2 separate regions of the Mus musculus genome follow, and region 2 is linked to region 1. The links are chromatin contacts, called in public Hi-C maps. All regions are on one chromosome and are shown on one strand. The core of a region is the stretch at or near the end of the contact, and the rest is flanking DNA. Distances in the headings are between cores, read along the strand shown.

What was found. A called contact is a pair of places that touch in the nucleus more often than the background predicts.
Region 2: a contact with region 1 is called in a Hi-C map of the F1.1 cell line, with 2.0 times the contacts expected there. The contact joins the enhancer-like site here to the promoter of Il19 in region 1. A contact is called at or near these places in 3 of 39 promoter capture datasets (cranial neural crest, embryonic stem cells and macrophages), 4 of 484 Hi-C or Micro-C datasets (the F1.1 cell line, embryonic stem cells and pre-B cells), 2 of 115 datasets of contacts at active chromatin or transcription factors (CD8 T cells and cardiomyocytes) and 2 of 9 other capture datasets (adipose tissue and liver).

Annotation. Positions count from the first base shown.
Region 1 is chr1:130,938,860-130,941,887 of GRCm38.p6, forward strand. It overlaps Il19 (interleukin 19), which reads right to left and starts at 1,256. Exons shown (of 6, transcript NM_001009940.2): 1 at 1,193-1,256; 2 at 239-419; 3 at 58-120. The coding sequence starts at 382.
Region 2 is chr1:131,051,214-131,054,683 of GRCm38.p6, forward strand. It overlaps Mapkapk2 (MAP kinase-activated protein kinase 2), which reads right to left. Exons shown (of 10, transcript NM_008551.2): 10 at 2,487-3,470. Among named protein-coding and RNA genes, the nearest start is that of Il10, 33 kb to the left of the region's middle. Within about 2 kb of position 2,133, at least 56 of the 459 cell types and tissues checked have an H3K27ac peak or open chromatin away from gene starts, as enhancers often do.

The sequences.
Region 1 (3,028 bases), core at 6-2,505:
AGGGAGTACTGGTCAGGGAGTCGATTCTTAGCACAAGAGACACAAACCAAATGGTACCTTAATGCTCCTGAGGTTCTCCAGGGACAGGATGGTGACATTTTTAAAGGTGTCCTTAGTTTGCTGTGAAGAACGGGACAGACATCAATGAGAACCCTCTACATTTTCAGGATCCCTAACAAGGAACTGGCAGGAACTTGCCTTGTGCTCTAAGATGTAAGGTCAGACAACCCATGCTCACCATGGCTCTCTTGATCTCGTGGAAACTCTTTTCTATGAGGCGCATGTCCACAGAAATCAGACATCTCCTAAGACTGTAGATATGAACTGAGCAGAGAATCAACGTCATGCCCAGGAGCCAGGTAGACGCGCACTGTGTCTTCATGTCTTCTGCAAAGGTGAAAGTCAGCTGTCCACCTAGACTGCAGAGATTGATTTTCTAATTCTCTGGCAAAACAAGGAGATAAAACCCCACTGGCAAGGGAAGTTGGTAGGCGGCATCGCCCTCCCCAGTTTGCTCCTTCTAAAAGAGTCCGGTCATCTTGGGCCATTCAGATACAGCAGGAGGCAGCTCTTGTCCTAAAAACCTCTGCACAGTTACCTTGTTTCGGGTGACACCTACACATGTGTCTGGCGAGGTTTGTTCCTCTCCGTGTCTCACCAAGGAGGGAACTAAGAATTAGGGGGATAAAATGGGTTGCCAGAGCTGACGTGGTCAGCTGGCCACTATACCCACCTCCTTGTGGCCAAGCCTCCTATTTACAAAGCAATGTCTCCTCTTCGAGCATAGCTATCACTACCTCCCCTGGAGACCACAGCTTCACACCAGATGGAAACCCATTTCTGACCAGGTCCCACCGAACCAGGAAATGGACTTTGTATTTAAAAAAGAGAGTTAATACTCAAAAGGTTAGGCTCCTGGAATGAAAATTCCATAGTTTATTTAATTCCGTCATACTCTATTTTCTGCTCTTCCTTCTCTCCATTTCCTTTTGTTAAAAAAAGAAGGTACAAGAAAATTCACACACACACACACACACACACACACACACACACACACACACACACTGTGGCACGCTTCCACATTCCACAAAAACCTTGTTCGTTCTCTTGGGCAACCCAAGTCAGGCACAGTGGTAACCCCTGTAGTCTGGATGACCCCAGGGAAGCCCCGGATAGCCCAGGCCAGCCTCACCTCTCCTGGTGTCTCCTGCTCCAGCAGAGTCCTCTCTCCCTGTGCTCTTTGCCACTTAGAAACTGCAGCTCACTTTTATGTGGTGGATGAGAGGAAATGCTGTCAAGGTTTGCTGGGTGGGTCCACCTTCAGGAGATTCCCCTCCCCCCATTTCTTTAGTATTTCATTTTCTTAATTGTTTTCATTTCTTTCTCCCCCCCCCACCCCCGCTTTGTTAAACAACTGATTAATCATTATTAAGAAATACCTCCTTTTTTTCCCCTGAGTTTTGACACATTGCTTCTGGGAAAAATAAACTCCCATCACCATGCAAATGAGAATTACTTGCAATTTTGTGTTCATGGTGAAAAATCCAAGTTAGGCCACTTTCCTAGGAGCTGTGGCAAGGTACCAACCGTACCCTGCAGGCACAGTCAGGAAAGCCCTGTGTGGATGGCCTGGCTTTGTCAGCAGCCAACTTCCTGAGACTCTGCAGGTCCTCTGGCTCTGACACAAGTCATCTCTCTGATGCCTCACACAACTCTGGAGGACCTACCACACGCCAGGCTCTTTTTTTTTTTACCGGCATGACTTTGCTTAACTCCTTAGGGACAAATCTTTTTTCTCCTATAGGCAAAAGACTGGGAGTTTTGTTTATTTGTTTGTTTTTTGTTGTTTGTTTCATGTCATCTCTTTCTGCTTGATCTTGTCCCTTGGAAGTCCCCTTCGTTCTTGATTGGTGCAGAGAGAAATGAGAGTGAGCAGTGCAGTTCCTTCAAGAAATTAGTGGCAGAGCTGGGAACAGAACTTACGGCCCTTATACTGGGCCCAGAGGATCCTTTAGGCAAGTCACTTTCTTACTTATTACCACTCTCCATCAGGAAGCTTTTCAGGGGTCGGGGTTTTATGTGACAGAAAGACGAGGTATAATTGTGTCCTCACAGATAGTTATTTTCTCTCGGAGACACTCTCTCTCTTTGAGGCTGCCTGCGCCACTATGGATGGCCTCATTCCCGTGCACATATGGAACTCGAAACACTAATTGAACTCAGAAGGTTATTAATAAACAAAAAATGAAAGAGAGGCAATGAAGCTGGAAGGGAGATGAGGTGAGGCAGTGGCACTAGGAGGAGCTGGAGAAAGGGAGCGATGGAGGGAGATGACCAAAAGGTATAATAAATATAAATAAATATAAATGAGCAAACATTTCAAAGAATAGATAAGAATATTATTTTAAAAACTAGTTTCTTCCCCAAAGTAACTCTGGCATGGGGTTTAATCAAAGAGCTCTCTTGCTCTCGCTCTTTCTCTCTCTCACACACACGGTAGGTGTAGAACCTACTCCTGCTATTAAGCTAAGAAGACAGAGGAGTAGAAGAAAAGAGAGAATAACTGGAAGGTATTGGAATAAGAAAAGAGAGAAAATCAAGGAAAATCAGAGCCGTTGGTGGGATTCAAGACAAGGGAACCCTGGAATCTGGAAGACTGTGTCCAGCATCTTGAATTTAATGAAATAATGCGTGTGGAGAGAGCCTGTCAGCTACTGTGGCTCACAATCGTGTAGCCCTGGAATTAAGCCCATGCCTTCCCTCCTCTCTGGGTAGCACAAGCTACTGAATGCCTACTGAAGCCCCATAAAACAGAAAATGTGAACTTCAAGGATTCAAATGAGCTACCAGGCCTGGCCCGTATCATAGCAAGTGCAAGCAGTGTTTACTAGCACATAAACAGTAAGTAACAAATGGTGCTACTCTATGCTACCCTGCCAAAGAAAGACAGGGCACCTCCATTAGTATTTGGTAAGTGCATCTGCTCCTTCTGGAAAAGGGAGACAAGCTTAGCTCTGCAGTCAACCCT
Region 2 (3,470 bases), core at 883-3,382, 110 kb after region 1:
AGTAAACGCAGTGGTATAGCGGGGAAAGCTTCCCACGTTGGCCTGACTCAGTGCAGGGAGTGGGGGATGGGGGAAGGAGAATGACAGTAATAGGCCGGCCCCTGGAGCTGAAGCCTCATGTCCTTTCTAAAGAACAGCTGTTCCCAAACTCAGTCAGGTCTCCCACCCACAACAGCCAGATGCCTTGTCGAGGCAGATCCAGGAAGGGCTGTGTCCTCCAGGGTAGAGGCAGAGGCTGCTCCCCAGATGCAACCCCACACATAACAGGACCCAGTGGTTTGTCTACGTTCACACTGGTGTGGCCACTTTCCCTAACCTCCTTCCTACTTCGCAAACTCTCCACCTACAACTTACCCATTCGGGCTTACATACCTGCTTGCTCTCTCGTCATTCAGAGCCCTCTGTCTTCCTGTCTCCAACCCAGCCAAAAGAAAACCCTAGTTGCTTAAATTAACCCGATGGTAGACTTAACCCTCAGCAGAGACCAGAGGAGCAAGACACAGGCCAACCCTAGACCCTGGCCCCTGCTTGGGGGAGCAGTCCCTAGAAGGAGAAGCTATGTTTATACCAAGCTACCCTGGCAGCGTACTACAAAAGACATTAAATCTGTGGTCTCCTGAACCTCCCACCACACCCACAGGGACTAGTCTATCCTCACAGGGACAGAATCCAGTGTGTTTCCCTTATACCCAGGGGGCTTCCTGTGCACTCTGAAGAAGCCCTAACAGTAGATGCAGGAAATCAAACCTACAGACACCCAATCAGCTGTGTGGCCTTGGACAAAGTGCATCCTGTGCCTGAACCTCTTTATAGATAAAGGAAAAGTGGAGCAATACCTCAGAGGACTTACGCTGGGATCAACCCAGCACCAGTACTTCACTCAGTGAGCACCCAAGGGTGTCAAGAATTCCCCTTGACATCCTCTTCAAGTATCCCCAGACCATTCAACCCCAACCTCACACCCAATGCCGTTCAAGTCAGCTCAGTAGAAGCTAGCTGGGTTAGAGAAAGAAGGGCTACCAAGCAGTCATGGGAGCTGACAGACTGGAATAGCTCCTGCTATTCCAGAGCACCCACACCAAGTGGTTCAAAGTCCCCGGTAACTCCAGCATCCAGGGGATCAGACACCCTCTTCAGTATCCACGGCCGTCTGTGTAGATGTGCCTACACTAATGCTGTCACGTGGAAATGACAGCAAAAAGAAAATGTTTACCACCCCCAAGTTAGAGACAGAAGCCCATAGGGGTGGATGGAGTTGGGGGGGGGGACAGAGGCGTGGCCAGCCCTTCAGCCTTTTTTCAGTCATCTTCCTTGGAAGCCAGTACTAGACCTTGTAAGCTGGACTGAGAAAAGGAAGCAAAATACAGGGGTGATTAATACTGGTGCTCTGAGATGAGGAAGCTGGAAGGCAGTTCTCTGTGTCAGAACACTGGTTCCCAAAGGACGCACTCTGTTGCTGGAACAGTATGTACATATATCATTGTCCGCAGTAGGAGTTTGCGATCGGGAGCAAGAGCCATGGGCTACCAGGCTGGCCCAGTCTCATCATACTGGTCCTCAAGGAAATCCTCCAGGCCGTGTAAGAGTGGTCCCAGAACAAGAATAGGGGAGACAGAATGGCTGGCTTCAAAGAGAGACGGGGGCCCAGGCCAAGGAATGCTGGCAAAATAGGATGTGGCCCTGCAGAGATAGTGAGGCTCTACCAGGCTTCTTTCCCACGTAACCAGCAAGTAACGTCACAGCTACAAGGACCTTCTCAAGCTTCTCACTTAGACGGCAGCTTCTGACAACTTCCTTTCTACCAGCCCCAACTGCTCCCCCACCCTGGACCCATCGCTCTGACTCCCTTGTAAGTGCAGACAATGGGTTCTTTACAAGCAAGAGTGCTCGCTGGGTGATTCGACAGTGCTCCAGGTAGGGGACCGTTCTCAGGTTGAGTAGCAGAGAGAGGATCCCTGATAACTAGGGTGGGTGGCTGGTAGAAGCCAGAGTGCTCCAGGCCCCCTGGTCCTGCGCTCTAGTCTGAATGGACAGCTGTGAGGTTGTAGGCACAGTGCTTCCTGCTCTGGGTTGGAAACTAGCCACGCTGCCCTGCCTTTCTCCCCTGCCTGGGGACAGAAGTGGCAGCGTCAGCAAATCAGCTCCTGCTCTAGGCTCTGCCAGGGAGATTCAGCTATCACAGGCTTTCTGAGGAGACTAGCTCACTCAAAGCACTTTTGTTTCTGCCTGGCCTGTACTGCCCCCTTCTGGACTCTAAGATAATACGCCACCCTGTTTTCCTGGCTCCAAAGGAGACGTGCTTATTGACACAAGCCCTCGTCTACGAGGGGCTATTCCCATGCTGATGTAGCCAGGAGGCTCTCTTCTCCCTTCTCGGGGCACAGGGCTCTGCCACCCGTCACAGGAAACACTCTCCACACACAGGCTGGGAGAACACAAGTAAACGGTCAAGGGCCCAAGCCTCAGGAAGAAAAAGAATGAAAAACTTTCAACTATTAAATTTGTTTAGTAAAGACAATTTTGCTCATACAAAACGAGAGTTTACAACAGTCTGAGTGTTGAACACACCATCAAAGACATGGGAGGAGCTGCAGACATCTGGGCCCTGCCCCAGGCCCAGGGATGCCCAAGAGCCCCTCCTCCACCAACCCCTGAGGGAGACACCCCTCCTCCAGCAGGAGGGGCATGGGGGACCATGGCACAAAGACTCTTCCCCGCCTGCTCCTCCTCAATCCTGGGGAGCCCCCACCCAGGTTGAGTAGTTAGAGGGTAAGGTGGCTAGTGGGCAGGGACAGAGTCAAGACATCTTTGGTGCGAAGACTGTCCCATCCACCAGACCACATGGTGGAAATCCAGGAAGACCACACGTGGTCCTGCCCTTGTCGAAGGGAGGTTGGCAGGTACCCCAGAGATCAGGGGAGATGCATGAAATGCAACTGCCTTTCCAGGCATAGAACCTTCCCAGGCTCACCGTGGGAGTGGACAGCCCATTGAGAAATGGCTAAAAATTTCAGAGAACTCGACAAGAGTGGGTTAATCGTGGCAAGAAGGGCAAGCAGAGGCTACTCAGTAGATCAGTGCCTCAGGGATCTGGGACCAGCAGGGAAAGGGGTCCTGAGGGGACCCAGTCCTCCTGATGGCTGTCAGTGCCCCCCAACCCCTCACTGCCTCCCCTGCCCAGCTAACACAGAGGCCACAATTACCTGGCTCTGGATCTAGACAAGCTACCTAGGCATTTAGGCAGGCTCAGTTCAAGCAGGAGTCCCTGTAGCCCCGCCTTCCCTAGACCCTCCAATGCCCAGTCGCTGGCATGGATCCAGGCATACACACACATGCACACACATGTGCTGCTCTGTTGTGCACACTGGTGATGTCTAAGGGCTTCAGCGGGAGGCAAGGGCCACCTACTGCCACTCTGCTGCCTTCTCCCTGGAACTCCCAGATTCTAGAGCCAGTGAGGACCCCACGTT